Linked DNA regions of Mus musculus: all the other regions are linked to region 1. A link is a contact called in public ChIA-PET and HiChIP or PLAC-seq data. All regions are on one chromosome and are shown on one strand. The core of a region is the stretch at or near the end of the contact, and the rest is flanking DNA. Distances in the headings are between cores, read along the strand shown. Region 1 overlaps Septin9 (septin 9). Region 2 has its middle 8.3 kb from the start of Gm38514. Region 3 overlaps Ube2o (ubiquitin-conjugating enzyme E2O). Region 4 has its middle 6.8 kb from the start of St6galnac2. Region 5 holds the start of Tha1 (threonine aldolase 1). Region 6 holds the start of Birc5 (baculoviral IAP repeat-containing 5). Region 7 holds the start of Tk1 (thymidine kinase 1).

Evidence for each region. ChIA-PET counts read pairs in DNA pulled down with a chosen protein or histone mark. HiChIP or PLAC-seq counts read pairs in DNA pulled down with a chosen protein or histone mark.
Region 2: a contact with region 1 is called in an RNA polymerase II ChIA-PET map of memory CD8 T cells, with 13 read pairs. The contact joins two enhancer-like sites. A contact is called at or near these places in 1 of 15 datasets of contacts at CTCF or cohesin (large pre-B cells), 1 of 484 Hi-C or Micro-C datasets (CD8 T cells) and 3 of 115 datasets of contacts at active chromatin or transcription factors (memory CD8 T cells, pancreatic cancer cells and thymic regulatory T cells).
Region 3: a FOXA1 HiChIP or PLAC-seq map of pancreatic cancer cells shows a contact between it and region 1. The contact joins two enhancer-like sites. A contact is called at or near these places in 4 of 115 datasets of contacts at active chromatin or transcription factors (bone marrow-derived macrophages, embryonic stem cells, large pre-B cells and 1 more).
Region 4: a FOXA1 HiChIP or PLAC-seq map of pancreatic cancer cells shows a contact between it and region 1. The contact joins two enhancer-like sites. A contact is called at or near these places in 1 of 115 datasets of contacts at active chromatin or transcription factors (pancreatic cancer cells) and 2 of 9 other capture datasets (adipose tissue and embryonic stem cells).
Region 5: a contact with region 1 is called in a FOXA1 HiChIP or PLAC-seq map of pancreatic cancer cells. The contact joins the promoter of Tha1 here to the enhancer-like site in region 1. A contact is called at or near these places in 1 of 39 promoter capture datasets (hippocampal neurons), 3 of 115 datasets of contacts at active chromatin or transcription factors (memory CD8 T cells, microglia and pancreatic cancer cells) and 1 of 9 other capture datasets (embryonic stem cells).
Region 6: a FOXA1 HiChIP or PLAC-seq map of pancreatic cancer cells shows a contact between it and region 1. The contact joins the promoter of Birc5 here to the enhancer-like site in region 1. A contact is called at or near these places in 1 of 39 promoter capture datasets (neural stem cells), 1 of 15 datasets of contacts at CTCF or cohesin (large pre-B cells) and 9 of 115 datasets of contacts at active chromatin or transcription factors (craniofacial prominence, embryonic basal ganglia, embryonic forebrain and 6 more).
Region 7: a contact with region 1 is called in an HNF4G HiChIP or PLAC-seq map of pancreatic cancer cells. The contact joins the promoter of Tk1 here to the enhancer-like site in region 1. A contact is called at or near these places in 1 of 39 promoter capture datasets (embryonic stem cells), 1 of 15 datasets of contacts at CTCF or cohesin (large pre-B cells), 5 of 484 Hi-C or Micro-C datasets (the G1E-ER4 cell line, embryonic stem cells, liver and 1 more), 14 of 115 datasets of contacts at active chromatin or transcription factors (craniofacial prominence, double positive thymocytes, embryonic basal ganglia and 10 more) and 4 of 9 other capture datasets (adipose tissue, embryonic stem cells, liver and 1 more).

What each region holds. Positions count from the first base shown.
Region 1 is chr11:117,309,511-117,312,897 of GRCm38.p6, forward strand. All of the region lies in intron 2 of Septin9 (septin 9), which reads left to right. Among named protein-coding and RNA genes, the nearest start is that of Gm34065, 16 kb to the right of the region's middle. Within about 2 kb of position 1,856, at least 136 of the 459 cell types and tissues checked have an H3K27ac peak or open chromatin away from gene starts, as enhancers often do. A contact at or near this core is called in CD8 T cells, adipose tissue, double positive thymocytes and 7 more, where this site is marked.
Region 2 is chr11:118,144,407-118,147,793 of GRCm38.p6, forward strand. No RefSeq gene overlaps it. Among named protein-coding and RNA genes, the nearest start is that of Gm38514, 8.3 kb to the left of the region's middle. Within about 2 kb of position 1,510, at least 204 of the 459 cell types and tissues checked have an H3K27ac peak or open chromatin away from gene starts, as enhancers often do. A contact at or near this core is called in CD8 T cells, memory CD8 T cells and pancreatic cancer cells, where this site is marked.
Region 3 is chr11:116,571,716-116,575,102 of GRCm38.p6, forward strand. All of the region lies in intron 1 of Ube2o (ubiquitin-conjugating enzyme E2O), which reads right to left. Among named protein-coding and RNA genes, the nearest start is that of Ube2o, 8.0 kb to the right of the region's middle. Within about 2 kb of position 1,611, at least 93 of the 459 cell types and tissues checked have an H3K27ac peak or open chromatin away from gene starts, as enhancers often do. A contact at or near this core is called in pancreatic cancer cells, where this site is marked.
Region 4 is chr11:116,699,736-116,703,122 of GRCm38.p6, forward strand. No RefSeq gene overlaps it. Among named protein-coding and RNA genes, the nearest start is that of St6galnac2, 6.8 kb to the left of the region's middle. Within about 2 kb of position 1,591, at least 41 of the 459 cell types and tissues checked have an H3K27ac peak or open chromatin away from gene starts, as enhancers often do. A contact at or near this core is called in pancreatic cancer cells, where this site is marked.
Region 5 is chr11:117,871,850-117,875,236 of GRCm38.p6, forward strand. Tha1 (threonine aldolase 1) reads right to left here and starts at 1,677. Exons shown (of 7, transcript NM_027919.4): 1 at 1,322-1,677. The coding sequence starts at 1,550. Gm11725 (a long non-coding RNA gene) reads left to right here. Exons shown (of 3, transcript XR_001780380.2): 2 at 246-354.
Region 6 is chr11:117,847,329-117,850,715 of GRCm38.p6, forward strand. It overlaps Birc5 (baculoviral IAP repeat-containing 5), which reads left to right and starts at 1,909. Exons shown (of 4, transcript NM_009689.2): 1 at 1,909-2,133; 2 at 2,426-2,535. The coding sequence starts at 2,023.
Region 7 is chr11:117,824,154-117,827,540 of GRCm38.p6, forward strand. It overlaps Tk1 (thymidine kinase 1), which reads right to left and starts at 1,861. Exons shown (of 7, transcript NM_009387.2): 1 at 1,561-1,861; 2 at 1,448-1,479; 3 at 518-628. The coding sequence starts at 1,626. Afmid (arylformamidase) reads left to right here and starts at 1,766. Exons shown (of 11, transcript NM_027827.3): 1 at 1,766-1,853. The coding sequence starts at 1,797.

The sequences.
Region 1 (3,387 bases), core at 606-3,105:
CACATGTGTGGGGTGGGGGATGGGCACATGCCAGCACACAGGGTCCCCCTGTTCAGGGTAGACTTTGGAAGGCTCTCGCCAGCTTACTCAGGGTTCATCATGCTTACAGAGACGGGATAGGCTACTTTCTGGTTGGAATGAGCTGAGTGTTGAGACCGGGGAGGGGCGGGGAGGGGGTGGAGGATCGCAGTGTGGAAGAGATCGTATACCCTGGCCTCCTCCACGGGATCGCCTGAAACCACGCCTGGGTGCAGGATGCAGGGTGTCTGGTCTACAGGGACTGGCCTCTTCCTTTTCACAGCCCAGCTGCTCAGGTCTAGCATCCTATGAAGCCCCTGGGCTTTTCTTTTAGTCTTCCTGGGAGTGAGCTCTAAGATGGGTGTGCATTGGCTTAAACAGCACCCAGCAATCCTGGGCCACCTGCGACTCAGCCCAGGGCTCACTGTGGCCACCCCAGGAGCCTAGATGCAGAAGCAGACTGAACCTAGCCATCCCCTGCCTGTCCTGGAGCCAGACAGGGCAGCCAGGACAGTAGCCTGTGTCCTGCTTCCTGGGAGGTCAGCCAGCCGATGTGGCCCAGGGGACTGGGAGGGGAACTCCTGGCCTTGTCTTTTCATTTCTAGGTTCTGGCCCTGAGCAACCCTCAGAGCTGTGGGTGGAGGGGTTGAGGTGGGCCAAGCTGCGGTGAGAGAAAGAGGCCTGGAGAGTTTAGAAAATGTCTGTCCTGACATAGGGCCTGGCACTGATGGGTAGGATGGTGAGGCCCATGAAGCTGGACCTGGGAAAGGGGCACTGACCTCTGACCCCAGTCATCTTCCAGATCAGGGAGTCAAGGCTCAGAGAACTTCAGCCACCTGCCTGCAGCCCACAGTATAAGGATGTCATCTGCCCTCCTGGCTTCCTCTGTGTGGCTTTGGATTCTGTGCTGGCATGCAGTCTCCTGGGGAAAGCTCTTGTCCAACAGTTTCCAGGGATGCCTCTGTCTGCAGAGAAAGTGCCCTGAGGTCTCCTGTCTCCTGGCCCTGCTTACCTCCCAGCCTCCCCTTATCCTCTGGCCCAGTGCCAGGTGGAAAACCAGAATAAAGGTTATTCTACATGTCCAACAAGCTGTTAGCAGGAACAGGCCACTCGTCCCTCTCCTGCCTCCCATCTGGGGACCACTCGGGAGGACGGTCTTGCACCAGCACGCAGCCTCTGTGCTAGGCTGGTGAACACATGGTGGGATTCCTCAATAGCAAGCATGAGGACCTAAGAATCATGCCTCGAACCCAAGTAGAAAGTCAAGCATGCTGGTGGCGGGGAGGCAGACACAAGCAGGTCCTTGGGATTCAATGGCTGGCCAGCCCAGCCTACGTGGTGAACCCCACGCCAATCTTTGTCTTTAAAAACAAACTACCTGATGGTGCTCTGAGGAATGACACATCAGACTGTCAGATTACTCTCTGGCCTTCACTCACGCACACAGAGGAATTATAGCCCCTAAATAGAGGACCGGTGTCGGGGAGGCTGTGTGAGCATCCAGGTGGACCCTGGCTGTTTCCGGTAACCCATCTCAAGGTTCTCCCAGTCTCTGCATCTCAAGACTCTCCTGCCACTCATAGCCCTTCATCCTGGCTACAGACACTCTTCCAGGGAGCCAGCTGACACATTTGGCCTCTGAGATTTTTTTTTGAACAGCAATGAAGGGAAAGAATGAGTAAGAAAGAGTGGGGGAAGGTCGGTGGGGAGGGGCAAACAAGCTGGAAAGTCCAAACATGTGTTGTAGAAGCAGGTGCCAGCATGACATCATCAGGAGGGTGGCTGAGGGCCCGAGCCCGGCTCAGCCCAGGAGAAGCTGGCCCGGGAGGCTGCCCTTGGCTCCATTCTGCCCTGCTTGGAGTCGAGAGATTTGTTTCCATTTTAGGGACAGCTCTGGAGGCTGTCCTCTTAACTCCCGGCCGCATTAATAGTTCATTAATTCTGGATCCTTGCTGTGTTCGTTCTTACATGTTCCAAGTGCTGGGTTAGTGTTGAAGAGGAGGCGCAGAGAGAGGGAACCACTGGCTCCAGGCCACACAGCTTAGAGTGTTTGCCTCCGAGCCTCAGCTGGCAGGTGAAGGAAGAGACCTGTGGTTTCCGTAGTGCATGAGGGGGTGGTGGCCTCTGCTTAGCCTCCTTGGCCCAACAGGAGGGGTCTCTGGATACTCCATAAAGTGAGAGCCTCACTTCTGTGGTCCCTCGGGAGAGCTGGCAGGAGGCAGAGATACAGGGGACCGTTGGCCTTACTTGGATTCGCCAATTGGACACGCAGATGCTGCTGTGCTGTGAGGCCAATTACTGCACTGGTGATCTTCACTCCTCTGTGCCTCCTGCTTTGTTTAGAACCTTCTTCTGTGCCCCGCCCCATATTCCCAGGGCTGTCTTCGACCCTGATACAGGATCAGAGCTATCCTCTGCCTGCTGTGTTTTCTGCTGACTCTGTAGCACTTAGCTTTGGGAAGTCTCTGTATGACTCAGTTGATGTGTCTATAAAATGGGTTGCTGGCGTCTTCCTCCCTCCTAAGCCTCTGGGAAGAGTCTGGTGAGAGGTGTTGCTGGAAACCACTTTGTACCAGCGAGTTTTCTGGCTGAGTGTGGTTTGGTTGGTAGAATGCTTGCTCCCATGCAAAAGACCCTTGGGCTCAGACCCCAGCGCTGTATAAACTGAGTGCGGTGGTCCCCGCCCGCCCGTAGTCTGAGCATTGGGGAAGTGTAAGCAGGAGGACAGAAACTCAGGCTGATGCTTGACTCCAGAGTGAGTTTGAGGTCAGCCTGGGCTACGTGAGACTCTTGTTTCTAAATAAACAAGTCAAACAAAGTGCTTTTCGGAGCTGTTCCAGGCACTGGTTTGCTAAAGCTCGGGCCAGCGGAAATCTGGGTCCTTCTGGAGCCCTGGTGCTGAGGGAGGGCTGATGTTAGGGTCGGCTCAGTGCCCAGGAGGAAGTGGGAATTGTCCGTCAGGATAGGAGCCAGCCTAGATTCCCACTGTCAGAAAGGGCTGGGTGACCAGTGATACTGAATAGCCACCCATGAACGTCCGTCTCTGCCTGTCCATGCCTGGGCCAAAGCGAGCTCTTCCCCGGCCCCCCAGCCCAGTCCCTCAGCAAACTCTTCCTGGTGGCCTTTCCTCCCCTGGAGCCCCTCTGGCCTGCACCATGTGACCAAGCACAGGAGGAAGGGCCCAGCTGTGGGAGGTCATGCTGGCCAGGGACTGAGTCTACAGGACCGGCCTCCCAGGAAAACCAGCTGCGTGGGAAACAAGCCAGCAGCTCCGGAAGTCTGTGTGATGCAGTCTGGACTCCAGGCCTGTCACCGTGACCCACTCACGGCTTTCGTGGCTCAGCATCACTGTACCCAGTCACCAGCCAG
Region 2 (3,387 bases), core at 260-2,759, 830 kb after region 1:
AGCTCTGGCTGTCTCCTAGCGTGTTTCTAGGGAGGTTTAACTACTGCAGCTCAGCCTGCTGGGTAAGATCAGATGTGGAGAGGAAGGGAAGGAAGGGAAGACCCATGCTGACTGTGGGCCGTACCATCCCCTGCGATGGGGGCTTGCACTCAATAAACTGAGCTGATGATTGCCAGCACTCTATGCGTCCTGCCTGCAGCTGCACTGTGACCAGCTGCCTCATGTCCTCCCCATCAAGGTGGACTGTGCCCTCCAACATGAGGCAGATAAAGCACCCTTCCTTCCTTAACCAACCCAGTGTGTTAGCTGTACAAGTGCCCCACATGTGAGGCAAGGTGGCCACCTCAAGAACCAATGAATGAAGACACGCTGGAAGGCAGGCTTGTCAGGGTGACAGTCACCAGCCGTTCTCTGAGAGTGCATTTCTAAGGACAGTGTAGTACACAGTGCTTGCAAAGTACTCAAATGTGCTCTGGCCTTGTTAGCCTCAGCAGCCCATCCACTAGGCTATCTGTACGTGACTATCACCCAGCAGCCCATCCACTGGGCTATCTGTACGTGACTATCATCATCCCAGCAGCCCATCCACTGGGCTATCTGTACGTGACTATCACCCAGCAGCCCATCCACTGGGCTATTTGTATGTGACTATCATCATCCTAGCAGCCCATCCACAGGGCTATCTGTATATGACTATCATCATCCCAGCAGCTCATCCACTGGGCTATCTGTATGTGACTATCATCATCCTAGCAGCCCATCCACTGGGCTATCTGTACGTGACTATCATCATCCTAGCAGCCCATCCACTGGGCTATTTGTATGTGACTATCATCATCCTAGCAGCCCATCCACAGGGCTAGCCATCCCTTGGGAGGAAGAGGAAAGGGGATCAGAAGGGAGGAGTCATCCGCAACCACACAGTGAGTTTGAAGCTGGCTATGGGAGGCATGGTCTCAGAAGGGTAACAACGGACCACCGACCAGAGATGTGGTTCAATGGGTATAGACACTTGCTACTAAGCCTGATGACCTGAATTTGATCTCTGGGACCCACATGGTGGAGAAAATGGACTACTGTAAGTTGTTCTTACATAGGTATACCCATGCATACCCATGTATACCTATGTACACATACATATACCTATGCACACACAAACACACATGTATACCCATGCACACACATGCATACCCATATACACATATGTAGACTGTGCATACACATATATACACACATGTAGACCCATGCACACACATGTATACCTATGTGCGTGCATGCACACATACACATGCACACGCATGCGTGTGCACACACACACACACACACAAAACAAAGAATAATGAAGCAGCAAAGACCCGGGCTCCCTACTGGGAGTAAAGACCACAGCACTTCATCCTCTGAGCTGTTATGCTGCTGTAATTTTCTGGACCAGTGACACATGACTGGGCGTGTGGCTGTGCCTGACTCACTGCAACGCCCTTCCTCTTCCGTCAGCACGCACCACAAGGAAGGTGGTGTCCCTGTGACACTGAGATCTCTTTCCTGTTTCCACAGGAGCGCAGCTCAGTAAATCCCGAGTGACGCACACACCAATGGATTACACGCCACAGGCTCTGGCCTCTTTCACCATCCCTTCAGCTTTGCTCCGGGCACATCTGCCTAGCCGTGGCCATGTGAGTTTGCCATGTCAAGCTCACCAAACTGAGGCTCCTGGGCAAGTGACAGAGGCTCTCACAGGAAGCAAACATCAAACTGAAAGCTAGCATACACAGCGGACAGACGGCAGAGTGCCGGAGGAGGAGTGGAGGGAGGTAGCTGGAGGGCAGCCTTCAGAACACGGGTGGGGGGACTGCACACAGCAGGAAGGAGGAGAAAGGCAGGGCAGCTGGTAGGGCCTCAGGACTGACAGCGGGCATGGAGCTTTGGGCGTTACTGAGATAGCCTGGGCTCCCACACACATGGGTGTCCATGTGATCAAGGAATAAATGGGGCCTGGGGAACACAGCAGGGAGGGGTGGCACCAAGAAACATTGGCACATCAGAGACTTGGAGCTGCCTCATGTCTGAGAAGCAGAAGAGACTCAAACTTCCCAGTGGAAAACAAGAAGCAGGAGATCCACAGTAGAAGTTAAGATGCAGGCACCTCGACCACGAGACCTGCGGTGCCTTCCAACAGGAGGTGGGCGCCTACGTCCCTTGCATGTAACTTGGCCTTGTGATTTGCTGTGGACAACAAGATGCAGAGGAAGTGATGCTGGACTCAGGGTCTAGCCTCTGACTTCCCTCCACAGTGCTTGGTTCCATCCTGTCTCACCTGAGAGTCCTGTGCTGAGAGGCTGGAGACCGGTGAGACGGCAGGCATGCCTGGTATGACTGTGTGACCCAAGCTACAGTCCCGGGGGCCCTCAGATTCTCCCGAGGACACCGTGTGTACAAGGCCAGTGACTCCAGATAGGCTTGGGGTCACCTGCATTCCCAGTGCTTGCAAGGTGGGAGCATGAGCATCAGGGATCAGAAGGGTCTAGCCTAAGCTGCAGAGTGAGTTCAGGGATACCCTGGGCTACATGAGACCCTATCTTAAAAAACAAAAAGCAAAAGACTAGGTGGTGGTGTACACCTTTAAGCCTAGTACTACGGAGGAGGCAGAAGCAGGGGGATCTCTGAGTTCAAGGCCAGCCTGGTCTACAGACTTCCAGGGCAGCCAGGGCTACACAGAGAAACCCTGTCTCAGAAAAAAAAAAAAAAAAAAAGAAAGAAAGAAAGAAAGAAAGAAAAGAGGAAAAATAAAGTAAATCCATGCCCTTCCTCTATCTCATATATTCTGTATACTGTGCATATATATGATATAGTCCCAAACTTCTGTTTAAACAGGGAAGAAGCACTTGAAGTAATAATAACCATGAGAACACTAGTGTGCAGAGTCAGCACACACACACACACACACGCGCGCGCACACACACACACACACACACACACACACGGAACATTATGCAGCCCCGAAGAAGGACGTGCTGGAGCTGTACCAACTGTCTTGGAGACAGACCAAGTGATGCTGCTATACCGGAACGGTACACGCTACATGAGGTGGTTTCAGTGACTCAGGTCTAAGCAGCGCTAGACCTCAATCCTCAGTTTGGATTCTGTGATGCAGCCCCCGCTAAGGGCGGCTTTCCCATGAGGCAGAGAAAAGAGTGGCATGTGCCAGAAGCAGTCTACTGTGCTGTCAGGGCCTGGACTCTCCAGTTCTGCTGTGTGTACCTGGGTGTGGTGTCACACGCCTTTAATACCCACACTTGGGAGGCAGAGGGAGGTGGATCTCTGAGTTCGAGGCCAGACTGGTCTACAGAGTAAGTTTGAGGGCAGCCAGAGATACATATGGGGGGAGGG
Region 3 (3,387 bases), core at 361-2,860, 740 kb before region 1:
TAGTGAGCTCAAGGCCAGCCTGGGGTAAGACCCTGTCTCAGAACCCAAAGTAAGGACGAGGTGTGTGAGGTCATCCACCTACCATGTATGAGGCCATGGCTCAGTCCCACGTAAATAACCATGGGAGAAAAGCAAAGGCAAGCCCAGGGAGCAGGTGGCTCAACCAGACACTGATGGCAAAGAGGTCAAAGTCCAAGAGGACCTCCTAGCAGTGGCAGCATTCTGACTGTCAGAAGCTGCGAGCTTTAGCACTCAGGGTGCACTGCCATCGTGTCTGCACCTAACTCACAAGTGGCTTCCAAGGACTCACTTTCACATACACAGACGAAGCCAGATGGCAGAGTGACAAAGGTTGCTGACTCACGGTGGCTGGCAATTAGTTATCAGTGGTCTACTTCTTCAGCTTTTCTGGACGTCTGCAATGTTTTCCTATTAAAAAGTCGGGGGCGTGTTTTGAATCCCACAGACCTGGGGAGGGGAGGGCAGTCATAGCACAAGGCTACACCACGAAGTCTGAGGTGCTAGATGGCTTGGTAGAATGTACACCAGGCAACGAGGACAGTGATGCAGCCGTGGCAGGCACTCATCCAGGTGCAGGTACCACACGTGCTCAGAACCCAGGGAGGGAGAGAAAAGAGGAAACGGGAGCCGAGGGGAGGGAAGGAGAGGCTGAGCAAGGCTTCTAGGGAAGAAAATGAGAAGAAAAAAAGAAAAAAAAAGGTAAGTCAGATATAAAGGGAAGAACCCAATTCCTTTAAGATAAAGCCTTAGGGCGTGGGTGCTCAGGCTGCGGAGATGGCTCAAGGTGTAAAGGGGCTTGCTGCCGAGTCTGACAACCTTAGAGTCCGATTTCTAACATGTAAGGTAGAAGAGAACTCACAAGGTGTTCTCTGACCTTCAAATGCTTTTCATGGCACACATGTGCCCACAAACATATAAACACAAAATAAATGTCAAAAATAAGAGAGCTGAGTTGTCTGCATTAAATAGCATCAAAGGTCCAGTGACTAAGACAGTCAGCAAATATGGTGACCAGAAATTTCCTAGTCACTTACAACCTCCGGGGAGCCATCATATGCAGTGTGACAGGCCAGATGGAAGGCCAAAGGTGAGGGGTCATGAGGAAATGGGAGGCAGACAACCAATTCCACCAGCCCAGGACTGGGATGTCCCCGAGGCCAGGAGAAGCTCTCCTCCCTGGCCAGAAGATGATGTCATCAACCTTCAGGGCCCTCTATGCCCCTTAAGACATGAAGCAGAAGCAGACAAATCCAGGACGCCTCTAGCACCGCATACGCCAAGCCTGATGTTCTAGGAGACAGACAGTTGTGTTCCTGTAGAACTTCCCTTCAGGGGCCAGCAAACGCACTGGGTGAGAAGGCCATCCAGGCTGCTTCAGAAACCCTGCACATACATCCCAGTCGAGGCTCTCACAAGCGGCTCAGAGATGAGCCAGGCAGAAGGACTGCCAGAACCCAGGCTCTAGCTGCAGTATGCAAACGAAGGAGGCTTTCTCTGAAGGAGCCTGCAGGAAATCTGTCCGTGCTAGCCCATCTTCAGCTTTCTGGTTGGGTAGGGCTGACTGGCTCTCCCCAGCCTCTCAGATGACTCAGCATCTTATTTTTTTTAAAAAAACCTTTAAATTGCCATAGTCAGACTGTCCCCCAGATGTGGCTGCTATCAGCTTGAGCCAAAAATGACAAAGCAAGTGTCTCAGTCCCGTGGCCCAGCTGTAGAACAGCAAATGCTGCTGCTGCAGTCTTTCAAAACAGGCAAGCAAACTGACTGCCCAGTCACATACACAACCAGCGAGATCTAACCCCTAAGGGGAGCCATCTCACAGTTACTGCCCACGGGGTCCTTGGAAGGGAGGGGCGGAGCCCCTCCCCACTGTGAGGGGCCAGACGGAAGACCAAAGGTCAATTAAATCATGAAATCTTGCTTTGACTTATCCTCCCCTGGAAGAACGCCACCGGTTATGTGGAGGACTCTGACAACCTGGACACACGTGACCAAGGCTTCATTCAACACGGTCACCCTGAGTTGAAGGACAAATAACCTTGGAACAGATAAATTCAGACAGCCATTAATGTGATTCAATTTTACTCTGATCTACAAAAAAATTCCAGTAAGCACTTGGCTCTTCCCCATATAGCCAACCACACATCGGGTGGTTCCTAACAGACCCCGGGGCAGGCTGAGATGTCAGGTCCGGAGGGGTTCTAAAGGGCACTACTGCTCAGCAAAAGAATGTTCCGGGGCTGCTGCAGCACTGGGGCTGCTGCAGCACTGACGTACATCTCCACCACTGCCCCCTTCCCTTCCTGACCCCCCTACCCCAGGCCATTAGACAAAGTCTGAGGAAGGAGCTAATCAAAACTACCAAACTCCTACTGAGAAAGGACAGTGACAGCGCCTGAGCTGGATGCTCTTACACCTTCCCAAGGGCCATTTCCTCACTTTAGACTGTCAGGCCTGATTAGCAGTCCCAAGAAAGAGGCTAGTCACAGACCAGGGTCTCAAAGTTCCCACGGACCTAACAGGAGTTTAGATCATGTTGTTCTGGGAGAAACCCACAACTGTCCTGACTCCCACTCTGAGGGGATCACAGAGGCAGCTGACACTGTCACGTGTCCACAGTCATTCACATTACACATGATACTTGTACTTCTTTTTAAAAAACGTGGGCCCCAAATAGGTTCCAGGGAATTCCATGAGGCCCAATGTTGTGTAAAATAATAAAAGAGAAAGTTCTTGATCAAACAAAAATGAGAAAGGAAAAAGCAAGGCCATCAATGAAGCAGGGAAGGCACGAAACACCTTGCATGTCCTGAAGCAGAAAACAGACCACAGGCCAGAGGGAGGAAGGGACTGAGGCAGAGCTCAGGCTTCCCAAGGAATCGCTCTTGGCCCTGATTCATGAGTCAGCATTCCCAGCAGCAGGGGACAGCAGGTCAGGCTGGAGTCCCACTATTGACAGTTTTCAGGGATACAGAAGCCCTCTTGCTTCTAGCAGTGGAAGGCGGCCCTTGGTAGGTCGGTGCTGGACTGAGGCAGGCTAGTGCTCTATTCACTCAACATTCTAGGCAATCAAAGGTTCCCCAGAAATAGTGTTTTTGAACGCCAAGGTCAGTAACCGCATCTTGATCAGACAGTTGCCATGAGCACAGAGTACAGCACTAAGTGCCTGGGGCACAACAACCGTGATGGGTTTGAGCTGTGATCCTAGGACAATGCATCATTCCGACCCTTAGGATTCATCTATTACCTCTCTCTGGGAACTTCAAAAGAAGTCTTCCAGCCACGTGGTGAAGCGCACCTTTAATCATAGCTTTTGGGGAGGCAGAGGCCAGTCTGGTCTGCATGCTTACACAGATCTGAGTTTCA
Region 4 (3,387 bases), core at 341-2,840, 610 kb before region 1:
ATACCCACACACAGATGCACATACTTAAAAATACCACCCCATCCCCTTCTTTTTTTTTCAAGACAGGGTTTCTCTGTGTATCCCTGGCTGTCCTAGAACTGACTCTGTAGACCAGGATGGCTTTGAATACAGCTCTGCCTGCCTCTGTCTCCCCAGTGCTGGAATTAAAGGTGTGTGCCAGCTTAAAAATAAATCTTGAAGAAGGAAGAAGAAGAAGAAGAAGAAGAAGAAGAAGAAGAAGAAGAAGAAGAAGAAGAAAAATGGGTGCTGGAGAAATGGCTCAACCCTTGCTGCTCTTGCAGAAGATAGGGGTTCTGTTTCTAGAACCTGTATCAGGAAGCTTATAGTCTACCTAGCTCCAGTTCCAAAAGATCAGACACCCTCTTTTAGCCACAGAGGGCACTCACTGTATGCAAGCAATGTCCACACAACCAAATGGACACATGCAACGTACACATAAATAAAACACACACACACACACACACACACACACACACACACACAAAGGAAAGCCTGACACTGGGTCCAATATGAATGACATTATGTTAAATGAAATAAGCCACAAAGAGCTCAACACCATGTGTAAGATACACTTATATGAGAGTCAGAGTGTGGAATTAGTGTTACTAGGTGTGGAGAATGAGAAATGTAGAGTTGTTTAATGGGTTCCGAGTCTCAATTTTCACAAAATAAAGTATTTCAAGTATTAGGCTATAATATTAATATATTTCTTAAAAATACTTATTTTATGTATGTGAGTACACTGTTACTGTCTTCAGACACACCAGAAGAGGACATTGGATTCCATTACAGATGGTTGTGAGCCACCATGTGTGCTGGAAATTGAACTCATGACCTCTGGAAGAACAGGCAGTACTCTTACCTGCTGAGCCATCTCTCCAGCCCCTACAATAAAAATATTAACATTATTGACTTGCTCCCTAAAAATGGCTGAGATTTATGTTCTGTGTATTTGTTAAAATGTGCACGAATGGAGCTAGAGAGATGGTGTAGGGTCAAGAGTACTTGTTGCTCTTGCAGAGGACCTGAGTTCGATTCCCAGCACCCACATGGCAGCTAACAACTGTTTATAACTCCAGTTCCAGGGGATCCAATGCCCTCTTGTGGCCCCCCCTGGGCACTCCATGCATTTGGTACACAGATATATGCAAACAAAACACTGATACATATAAAGCAAAAATAAAGCCTCAAAATATAAAAATAAATACAATGTGTGAAAGAGAGAAAGAGAATTGGCCTGCATGTACATCTGTGTACCATGTATGTACTGGTTGGGGTCTGAAGAAGGGGTCAGACTTATGAGCCTGGAGTCACAGATGGTTGTGAGCCACCATGTGGGTCCTGGGAATTGAACTCAGTCCCCTGCAGGAGCCACGCATGCTCTTAATTCAGCCATCTCCTGGCCTATTAAAGCATTTAAATGAAACTTCTGTCCACAAAAGTTCTTAGGAAGCTGTAGCTTTGAATGAACCTTCTGCAAGTCTAGTTGACTGACTAGAACACTGTGATCACAGATAGTTGGAGTTTTGCAAGTCCAGAGCCAAATTATCTTTGACTAATTTCAGTCCCCCCCCCATCCCCTCCCTCACCCCCCACTTCCTGGAACTGGTTTTGAACTGCTGGAGGCCGGACCTAAGGTCTTAGTGACCATTAAGTAAGTCTTCTGGAATGTACCAAGTGTGTGCTTCCCACTCAGCTAGGAATGCCACAGCAGGAGGTGCCCGTTTCCCCGCTGCAGCTCTCCTGCTGTTTGCCCCAGGCATTTGAAAGCACCTTCATTTGTGACCAACTTGCTTTGTTCCATTACTATTAAAAACTTCATGAGATTGCTTCCATGATGAAACACAGACTGTTGAGAGCAATGAGCCTGTGTTCCTGAGCCAGTACCACTCACACTTGACTTCAAAATCAACTCTCTTATCCTCTTTGAGAGGGCTGCAGGGTCATGTGCAGCGTGGCACCCCTTACTGTAGTGGTTCTTTCTAGAGTAGGTGTGGCTAGCCTTTACCCAGGTTTCTCCCTCCTCCCTGCATGCCATCTTGAGAAACCACAAACCACACAGTATACTCGAAAGCAGGATACTGAGCAGGATGAAGGATTTATAAAGTCAGTTTCCATGGCTACCAGAATCCCTCAGGTTGCCCTTTTACAACCAGGCCCTCTTTCCCCTTTTCCTCATCTACCTCCACCCATCACCCCTGACTAGTCTTTACTTCTATAATTCTGTCACTTCAAGAAAGCATCCATTCTCCAGCTTTTAATAAACCTTTTAAAAATCACATTATTTGTTTATTTATTTACTTATTTTATTTGTTTGCTTGCGTGCCTGTGGTAGTCAGAGGACAACTTGCAGGAGTCCATTCTCTTGTTCCACCATGTGAACCTCAAGGATGGAACTCATGTTGTCAGGCTTGCTACCTGGTGGCTTTTCCCGGCCGAGCCATGCCATTCACTGTCTCTTCTCCTTCAATGTTTATGACCACCCCTCCCCTGGTATAATTCTACTTTGTTGTTGTTATTGTTTTTTGTTTTGTTTTTTTCTTTTTTTTCTAAGACAGGGTTTCTTCCTTTAGCCCTAGCTGTCCTGGAACGTTCTCTGTAGGGCAGGCTGTCCTGGAACTCACAGAGATCCTCCTGCCTCTGCCTCCTAAGTGCTGGGACTAAAGTCATGCACCACCACTGCCTGGCTCCCTCAGTATACTTCTATGGAGACCGTCTAAGTTATCTGTATCAACTGCACATTCATTTTTATTGGGTGTTGCGGGATATTTGATCACACTGTGAACCCTGAGAACTAAGGCAAATCACAGAAAGATTTAACAGACTAGGATGTGCCCAGCTCTCAGGAGAAGAGAGTGGAAAGGGAAGCTACTTGAGGGGAAGAGAAAAGTGGCAGTTTTCCTGGGGCTGTTGCTGCAGAGAGAAAAGAAGTTAGACACAGGTGAAGACAGAATGAGCCAGAGAAGGAGCCCGAAGATTAGAACAGATTGCCAGAATTTTAGGCCAAGCAAAACAATTCAGGAGAAGCTCAGAGAAACCAGATTGAATCAGTCAGCTTGGAGAGGAGTTTGAGCCAGGAGAGCTGAATTAAACCAGGGAGCCAGAGATCTCAGAACGAACTAGAAAGGGTGAGTTTATTCAGCAATAAATCTTAGAGGCTGAAAATATTCTAGGCCTAGATTAGATTGTCTGGAGGGTAGATGCTTCCAGGACTAGGGCTAGGTTAGCAGGCAGAGGCAGTTGTTAAGGCAGTTGTTGAGGCAGTTGTTGCCTGTCTGGCCTGCCATTTTGTACTGTCATTAATGTCATAAGGAAACTTTCTCGCATGTTGCTTCTGCTGAACTCTCTGTACTAGGATGTTCTGGG
Region 5 (3,387 bases), core at 427-2,926, 560 kb after region 1:
TGAGCTATACAGCAAGACCTTATCTTAAGCACTTCTCTCCGAAAAGGTACATTTGCTCGGATGAGAAATGATGGTCCTGTGGGTGGGGCTTGGAGTCTGTGATCTTGGTAACCACGTGCCACAGCCAGAGGCCCCTCTGTCAGTCCTCCTGAGCCACAGTCCCCGCCCCAGGCCACCGAAACTCCCTTGTGGTTTGAAGCCCCTTTCCCACCCAGACCTCACACCTGTTTTTCTCCCTTTCCCAGAAGCCCCGGCAGGTGAGGCCTTGTGGTTTCCCTGTGGACTTCCTCTGCACATCACCACGGAAGAAGAGCCTCTGGGGAGCGGGCAGGGCACAAAGAGTGCAGCTGGCGGGTGAGTGGATGGCCTGGGTAAAGGCCATGGTGGCTCTCCTGTCTGTGACACAATGCTCAGTGCTAAAGTGATCTAGATTCTGTCCCCAGAGGACACATACCCGTGTCTCCCTGAGCCCTGTGTGCGGTCGGGGATGAGTTCTGCTCGCTCCTCCTCCCAGCCCCTGGTTCACCCTCCTCAGACTCCTGTCGAGGCCAGGACCTCCCAGCCTTGATGTGGTGACCTGTTTACACCAGGTGCCTGCTGAGAGCAGTGTAGCTCAGCATCTTTGAAGTTCCTGGTAATATCTTGTTGTCAAGAGATTCTAGATCAGCCCCAATCACCCCTGGGTCCACAAAGGTCAAGTGTGATCTCTGGTGTATCTCTGGATCTCTAGTGCACACACAGCAGCACTAGAGGTCCACCTTAGCAGTGACTATTGACCCCGGGTGGGCTTTGGTTTGCTGTCTCCTTAACGCGCTGCACTCCCTAGATATGAAATTCTGCACCCCCCCCCCCCCCCTGTGAAGGAGCAGCGAGCACTTTCTTTGCTGGATTGATTTTGTCTTTGTGAAGTCAGCCAATGAATGAAGGAGAGTAGTTAGCCCTCCTTGTAGTAAGACCTGTCTCAAACCCTGGTTCTTCCCTGTTCCTGATGTGGGTCCTTGAACTCCTCTCTGCCCATCTCGGGGTCTTGCTTTGCCAAGTCTGGACAACACCCATCTGGGCAATTGGGTGACAGTGGGCAGAAATCACCAGGTGGTCCTGTTAAAATGCAGATTCTGGCTCCCCAAGTCCATTGTGGAGCTCAAGAGTCTGCATTACCAGGGATCTCTCCGAGAAGGAACAAGAACGCAGAGTGCACCACTGAGCGTCCTCAAATGTCAGCGAGGCACCCCTCTGCGTCCGTGCTGTCCTGTCAGAACCACGGACAGCGTCCCGGGGTCACCGCAACGACCCCTGCCCCGGGCCTGTTCGCCGGGCTCACCGTGGACCGTAGGGTCTTCGCCGTAATCATCGTCTCCTACAACCGCTTCGGCCATAGCGCGCCTCATGGCCGGCCCTGGCCGGGTCACCGTGTCGCTGCGTAGGTCCACCACGTGGGCTGGGACCCCCGCCCAATTCCTAGACCACTGAGCCCAGGGCACCCTGAGCCCCGGGACCGTGGCCCGGAACAGGCTGCGTAGCATGGCGGCCCGGAACAGGCTGCATAGCATGGCTGTGGCACTCGTCTTTCTCGGCCGCAGGAGCGGAGGACAGTCTCTTCCGTGCCAGCGGGGAACCCGTGTAACTGGACTCTTCTGACCCCGCGCGGACCTGAACTGGGCAAGCCCGGGGCACTATGGGAATTGTAGTCCTCTCTGGAGTTTTATACATTATTCGAGCCCCGCAGCATGCTGAGAGTTGTAGTTTTTGTGTTCCGTTGTTCCAAAGGCTAGGAGATTTTGGAATGACAGTTCCTTACTTTGCTGAGTGGGAAACAAAGCTGAGGTCCGGGGATTTTAGCGTGTACATGGTACTGCTCGTGGCACTGCAGATTTAACTTAATTAAGCGTCTCAGCCACTCTGGGAAACACCTGGGTGTTTGGGAATGGAACTCAGGTTCTCTTCATAATCAGTTCCATGCCTCTGAGCCACCTCTCCAGTCCCTCACGGTCCTCATTTTACACCCGAGGAAACAGGCTGCAGACACTGATGTGAAGTCCAGGAATCAAGTATGGTACCGTGTTGCCCATAAACAGTAGCTTTCAACCACTGGAGTCTTTTTAATTTTTCTCCTTAAAAATTAGTTCTGGCCGGGCAGTGGTGGCGCACGCCTTTAATCACAGCACTTGGGAGGCAGAGGCAGGCGGATTTCTGAGTTCGAGGCCAGCCTGGTTTACAAAGTGAGTTCCAGGACAGCCAGGGCTACACAGAGAAACCTTGTCTCAAAACAAACAAACAAACAACAAAATTAGTTCTGAACTCACTGGGTAACCTAGTTGACCTTGAACATCTGACCGTCCTGCTTGGGAATTCAAGTGTGTGCCACCATGCCCAGTTTACGCTGTGCTGGGAACTAGATTTAGGGCTTTGTAAGTGCTAGGCAAGCATGCTACCAAATGGGATACATTCCCCCTCCCTCCTCTCCCCTCCTCCTCCTCCTTCCCCCTCCCCTTCCCCTCTCCTCTCCCCAAATTCTTCTTTTAAATGAATTTAAAGCTGGGAGGTGGTGGCACACACCTTTAATTCCAGCACTGGGGAGGCAGAGGTAGGCGGATCTCTGAATTCGAGGCCAGCCTGGTCCACAGAGTTCCAGGACAATCAAGGCTACACAGAGACCCTGTATGGGGGGGGGGGGAGATTTAAAACTTTAAAAATCATATGTGTGGGGTGGGGAGTAGATACACATGAGTGTAGTTACCTACTGGGGCCAGAAGAGGGCGCTGGACAACCTGGAGCTAGAGTTACAGAGTCTCCAAGAGACTGTATGGGTTTGTGTCTGCCATCTCTCTAGGACATATGGGAAACGGAGTTTTGGAGGTATCTAGAAATCTTTCTTTTTCCTATACCATTGGCTTGGAGAGACAAGGTGCTTCCATGGAAGTCATGCCCAAGAGCCCTGTGACAGAGCACCTAGCTAGTAAGCATGTGATCCTTAGATTGATTCCTCAGTACTGCAAAAGGCAGGCATGGTGGCTCATGCCTGTAATCTCAGTCCTTTGGGGCGGGGTGGGGTTGGGGGAGGCGGGAGGATATTTGAGACTTTCAGGCCAATCTGTACTAAAGTGAGACTCTGTTTCAAAAAATTAAAATTAAAAAGAAGGAACATAGATAGCATTTGCCCGCTCCCAATAGTGTGTCAGCAGACAACTTGTGGCCATGGTCCCTAACTCTGGTGAGGATCAGAAGCTGCGCTTGTCCAGCCTGGCTCGTGGGAAGTGCTGCTGTTTATCCTGACGTTGGAACTGCAAGGCCCTGGAACTTGGTTCTTCTATTGTGGGATACACTCTGCCTTACCAGGGCCAAGGGGTGACCTTTCCCCATACAGGGAGGTTGGGAACTCAGCCCTGC
Region 6 (3,387 bases), core at 659-3,158, 540 kb after region 1:
CAAGTACACACTTTTGAGCTGGGCTGGAACGATAGCTCTTTGGCAGAGTGCTGACCTAGCATGCATGAGGCCCTGTGTTTAAATCAGGCATGGTGGTGTGTGCCTATAATCCCAGCATTTGGGAGATGAAGGCAGGAGGATCAGAAGTTGTTTTATGAATTCAAGGCTAGCCTGGGCCACACTAGACCCTGACTAGGGTTTTTTCCTTTTGTTTTTGACTCCAGTTGGGCACGGTAACGACGACCTATTATTGTAGCACTAGGGAGTGTTGCTTGGTTTTTGCGCTACCACACTTCTGCTTCCCTTCCAACCTCCCAATGCTAGGAAAGAAAGGAGGTTAGAGGGGAAGGGGCGTAGACCTCTTTAGGCTACTTCCTGTTGATTTGGGATACTGGGCTCCTTGGGGCCTGTCCAGTCTTCTTCATCATTAGAATATCCAACTTCTTGTCTCTGCTTATGAATATTTGACAAACTGCAACAACAGTAACCAGGAGCAGCAGGTGGAGCAGCAGCAGGGTCGGGGAGCAGGAGCAGCAGCAAGCAGTGGGAGCACGGGGAACAGCAGGGGGAGGAGCAGCCTCTTCAGAGCACCCCTGTCTCTCTCAGGGCTCAAGGCATTTATACCCTCTAAAGACTTCCCAGAATTCCAAACAATAAACGCTCTCCTGAAGTTGGCAAAAATCACACCCTTGCGCAAGGCAAACCCTAATTATTTGCTGGGAAGCCACCTCTTACTCCACACCTGGGATTAAAACAAAAACACATTCATAAAACATAACTGGGCTTTTAGAGAAACTCAAATTCTCACTACAGGGAAGAGTCCTATCTGAACCGGGCCATGAGAGAGGAGAGGAAGAGATGAGAGAGGGAAGAGGACCAAGAGAGAAGTGGAAAGTTTCAGACCAAGGGAGCAAGCTGTAGAAATGGCTGGTCTATACAGGGAAGAGAAGCTCAAACGCTGGACTGGTGAGGTTTAGGATAGGGGCAGGGTGAGAAGAGCTGGGGGGAGCCACAGGAATTGATACTTGATCCATGTTTCTTCGGGACGTGACAAAACCCCTCTTGTTCCAGCTGCCTATGTGGTATGATCTGTTCTTCCTCACAATCTGTGAGGTGGCCTGGAGCTCATTGGAGGCCCACTGGCAGGAAGCCTACTGAGATTTATTGAAAAGGAAACCGAATTATCAGGGCACTCGTTTGCAACGCCAACCTGGGCTGTGTTCGGGGCATGCCCAGCCTGCTGTCTGCAGTGTGAAGCTCTTTAGAAGCCACTGCAACCACAGGCCGCCCGACAGGAACAGAGACACTGAAAACGGGCCCGCAGCAAGGCAGGCTCAGCAGCCAACAGTCACACCCAGGAAGCAGTATTTTTCTTCTGCTCCTGGACTCTCTTGCGGTGTATGGCTGCTTCCCTTTGGTCTGAGCCAGGCCGATGGTCTCAGAAATAGACACCCATTGACTTTCTTTTCCAGCGCTGGGACATACAGACCCCGCCTCCATCCCAGGGTGTCTATAGGAAGGATGGCGGCTGCTGCAGGGAGGAGGGTCTCCTGTCTTCCTAAGGGCGCCCCTCCACCAGCCTGTGGGTGGGTCCGAGGCACTTCCATTCCGATATCTAGCTGGCCAAATCCTGCAAACCTTGAGGCAGGAAGAACCTGCAGAGCACATGGGACTTGCAGCGGACATGCTTTAAAGAGGTGCCCCAGGCCCGTCCACCGCCCTCGGCCACCCTCCGTGTCCTCTGGGGAGCAGCTGCGGAAGATTCGAGTCAGAATAGCAAGAAGGAACCGCAGCAGAAGGTACAACTCCCAGCATGCCCTGCGCCCGCCACGCCCACAAGGCCAGGCGCAGATGGGCGTGGGGCGGGACTTTCCCGGCTCGCCTCGCGCCGTCCACTCCCAGAAGGCAGCGGGCGAGGGCGTGGGGCCGGGGCTCTCCCGGCATGCTCTGCGGCGCGCCTCCGCCCGCGCGATTTGAATCCTGCGTTTGAGTCGTCTTGGCGGAGGTTGTGGTGACGCCATCATGGGAGCTCCGGCGCTGCCCCAGATCTGGCAGCTGTACCTCAAGAACTACCGCATCGCCACCTTCAAGAACTGGCCCTTCCTGGAGGACTGCGCCTGCACCCCAGAGCGAGTGAGTCCCAGCTTCCAGCGACTCCACCCTGGGCCCGACGGTGCCTTAGTTGTGTGACCCGGGATCAGAACCCGCTATCCCCACCCTCGCTTCGTACTGTTAGCCAGGCTGCTTTGCTCTGCTCTGTCCTCCACGAGGCCACCCCCCCCCCCCGCTCTCCCCACCCTCTGCCTGAACCACTGTTAGCCTCCGGGCCTCTTCCCACTGTCCTCAGTTCTCGGCCCGGAACGATCTCTGGGAATCATGGGATAAGGTCAGACTGTTGATCCCGCTCACGAGCTGTCATTTTCAGATGGCGGAGGCTGGCTTCATCCACTGCCCTACCGAGAACGAGCCTGATTTGGCCCAGTGTTTTTTCTGCTTTAAGGAATTGGAAGGCTGGGAACCCGATGACAACCCGATGTAAGTCCCACAGGCTACTCTCGGTGGGTTTCCTGGTGTTCCCCTTCCATTGAGAGCCTTTTGGGTTGAACTGGAGTTGGGACAAACCATTTGTATTTAGTAGAAGAGCATGCTTCTTGCTCAAGTGTTCCAGTTATACAGCTCAGACTAGTCTTGAATTCTCAATTTCTGCCTTGGTTTCCTGAGTGTTGCCAACATGCATGGTTTTGCCTGAGGTTTTTTTGTTGTGTTTTGTTTTTGTTTTAAAACAGGGTTTGTCTGTGCAGCCTTGGCTGTCCTGGAACTCACTCTGTAGACCAGGCTGGCCTCGAACTCAGAAATCCGCCTGCCTCTGCCTCCCAAGTGCTGGGATTAAAGGCGTGCAGCACCACTGCCCAACCAAATTTTTAAATATGTTATTATTACTTAATTTATATTTCTATTTGTGTATGTTTGGATGTGGGTGTCATGGTGGATGTTGGTGTCAAGACAGCTTGGGGGGATAACTTCTCTCTTATTGTGTTGGTCCCTGGAATTGAGCTCAGGTGAGCAGGTTTGGCAGCAAGCATCCTCACCTGGGCCATTTCAGTGGCCCCTGTTTGGTTTCAGACCCCAGGAGTAGGAACTGAGGTGCTTATTCTACATATCAAAGCAGACCTGGACTCCAGGCTCTCCCAGCATCCCTCACTCCCTCCCTGGCATACTTTGCCCCCAACTCTGAACTTCCAGCCCAGGAACTGGGCAGCCCTTCCCCCCAGAGGCTCCACCCTATATAATCCAGGCATTTTGGACTTCTCTTCTTCTCTCTCTACATGTGTTCTTTCTCTCACCTTCCCATGGTGACTCCCCTGGCCTCAGTCCTTGAGCCCAGTG
Region 7 (3,387 bases), core at 611-3,110, 510 kb after region 1:
CTGGCACCGTGGTTACAAAGACAGTTGTAAAGACCTCAGTACAGAGTCTGGCAGGAAGCCTGGCTTGAATCCCCAGGCCAACTCCCAAGTCCTGGTAGTTCTCGGCTCCACTTCCTGCTCCGCTTCAGAAACCTGCTCTACCCCAGGCTGCTCACCCTTGGCCCAGCTCCAGCAACCCCGAGAGGCACAAATTACTTTCTTGAACTCCTACCTACCCTTGGGCTCAGAGGGAAATGTCCAGTGGAAGGGCTGATAGATAGACAATTCAGAATGATGACGGCTACCTAATGGCAGAGAGCCAACTAAAGAGGGGGGGAAATATCTCTGGAGTCAAGAGGGCTGCAGCCTCTACCCAAGTGGGACCCAGGTTCTCCCAGCCTCCGTGGGTACAATGGACACTTGGGGACAGGTTATTCTAAGTAAGTTTTGAGCACTTATTCATATCCACTAGAGGCTAGCAGCAGTGTGCCCCGAGGCTTAGGGGTTTCCGAAGGGCAGGCTCAGGGGTAGGACTGACCGATCATGTGTGGAGAAGCTGTTGCTATAGCGCGTGTCTTTGGCATACTTGATGACCAGGCACTTGTACTGGGCGATCTGGAAGCGCCGGACTCTTCTCATCAGCTCTGTGCTGCAAGAATTAACCAGAGCACATGAGGCCCGAGCAAAAGGCGGGCTGCCACTACCACCTAGCGTCGGGCAGCCGGAACTGCAGCCGTTCACCCCATGCTGTTCTGAACAAAATTCAATTTTCATGAATGAACTTCAAAGTCTTTGACAGAATCACCAGAGAGCTTGCTTCTGGATCCCAGATCATGAGTTTGGCCCTCACCCTCGGGGCAAGGGACAAATTGAGGTGACACCAGACCATTCAGAAATAATGAGGTGCCTGGTATGGTGATGCACCCCAGCAGAGGCAAGCGGATCTCTGAGTTGGGCCACAAATAAAGACGCTGAGTTAAAAAAAAAAAAACAAAAACTAACCCCAAGATAAAGCAAAGAAAACCCAAGTAGTGTGTGTTTGTTATTCTGGGTGGGACTCCCAGAGTTTAGACCCTCACCTCAGAGTTAATTGGGCTCCAAGGCTTTAGGAGAGCTCGCATGGGGAATGAATGAGGAAACTGTCAGAGAAGGTGCCTAACTCCCAGGGGACACATGAGAGTTCGGTGGGCTCCTGGGTAATGTGGGCTGGGGTCTTCAATTGTACCCCCATGTGGTCCGCCTCAGCAAAGATAGGGTTCCCCAAGAGAAAAGGCTTGGGCAGGAGGATGGCAGCAATCCAGGAAATCGAATTTTGGGCGGGAATGTACACACAGAGGTCGAGCGCGTTTGCCGCCTAGTCAGAGGCTCCTGGGAAGATGGGGGAGGGGGGAGAGGAGAGCCAGGGCCTGCAGAGAGAGAGGCTGCAGAGAGAGAGGGAGGCCCACCGCCCCGAAGGCCCATTCATTACCTTTTCCCTGAGAACATGGGCCCGAGAATCACCTAGAAGAGAAGTCATTTAAGGGGTCTCCCCCTTGTACACCCCGCACCAGCCACCACCCGACCCCACTCCAGACCCCGCACCTGAATCTGCCCCCGAGTCTTGCTGGGGGAGCTGGGCAGCACGGTGGGCAGATTGATGTAGCTCATGGCTGCTGTGCAAACCTTAGTTAGCACCGAGAGTCCGTGGGTGGAAAAATTTCGACTTACTGCTCGCATTTGCCCGCGAACTCAAAAGGGGGCGGGACGAAGACAAGACTCGTCCCACCTCTCAGCTACGTGAAAAGCCTGGAGCTCGACCATCCCCTCCGGATCTGGCCATGGCGTTTCCTTCCCTTTCTGCGGGCCAGAATCCCTGGAGGAACTTGTCTTCGGAGGTAGGTGTGGTGCAGCCGCCCAGAGCCGGGACTGGAATTTTAGGATGCCCACAAGCCAAATTTCCAAGCGTTGAGCGCCAGATTTCTTCATTTTTCTCGTCATAGAGCAGGTTTAGCTTGTTAGCCTGGTTTTAAAGACAGCGAAAACTCAAGTTCCAGCAGGAACTAAGGGGCTTAGGGTTTGGACCTTACTCTGAGGTTGTGCAGTGTGATTCTGTGTTTCTGTAACTACAGTCTGGAAGGTGCCAAGGCTGGGGGTCCTTGCTGTGAGTCGCAAAGTAAGGCAGGCACCTTCAGGGACAGACTGTATTGAGCGGCTTCAGAATTCCCATGCTAAAACTCCTATGGCTCACACCGAGCATGCCCAGAAACCTTCTCACTCAGGAATTTGTTTGGTTACTCTGTCTGCCATTGGTTGCGGCAAGGGTTACCAAAGGCATACACAAAGCAGGACAACACATTTTGGCGCTTGCTGTAGTTAATTACCATTCCACTAGGATTTCTTGACTGGTTAGCTTGTATTAAACAGGCTTCTTTGTTTTGGTCACAGACAGACATCACTTAGAATCTGTTGAAAGTTAGGAACATGTGTCCTCGGGGGTGGCTCAAGCATTCAATTCCAGGCAGAGGCAGGCAGGTGACTTAAGTTCAAGGCCAGCCGGGTCTACAGAGTGAGTTCCAGGTCAGCCAGGACTACACAAAAAATAAACTTTAAAATACAATCAATCATAAATCCTAATAGTAAAAATGAAGGCAGAGGGCTAGAGAAATGGCTCGGCTGTTGAGCATCCACAGCTCCTCCGGAGGCGCAGAGTTGAGGATTTCCAACACCCACATCAAGACAGCTCACAGCGTCCAGCTCCAGAAGGGACTGCAGGCACACACATTTAAAGAGGAAATAAAAAGACTTTTGGCACATGTCAGTAATCTCAGCACTTGATCCTCGAGGCAGCTACACAGTTACAAGAGATGAGAAAACAAAAAGACGACAAAAAAAAAAAAGATGATGCCTAGCCAGGCCCCTAGCATCCAGCAGGTACCAACCGGAACGAGAAGGGTCTATAGCATGTAAGACGAACATTCAACAGGAAGAGGCAGAGGCAGCTGTGTTTGAGCAAGGGGCTTACATTGTTTCTCTTACACACCTCCCTTCCAACCCTGTGGGCGTCTAGCACCCCCATTATATCAACGAGAAGAGCAAGGCTAGAGACAGCTGGAGAGAGCCAAAGGTGCCCAGCCCCAGGCCTCAGTGTGAAGACGCACTCACTGTCTTCAGGATTCCTGTGTTGGCTTAGGAACCTGTGTCCTCCTGGCTTTCTGTGTTAAGTGTGGGCATCTTACATTTTCCCCTCGTGGTGGTAGAGATTGAACCCAGCACAACAGGCAAATGCTCTGCCACTGAACTGTCCCCACTTTTCACTTTATAACCCAAACACTGTTTATTTGTAAACAGAGTCTCACTGTGTAGTCCTGGCTATCTATCCAGGAACTGGCTTGGCTGTCCTCCTGCCTCTGCCTCCCTCTGCCTCACAGC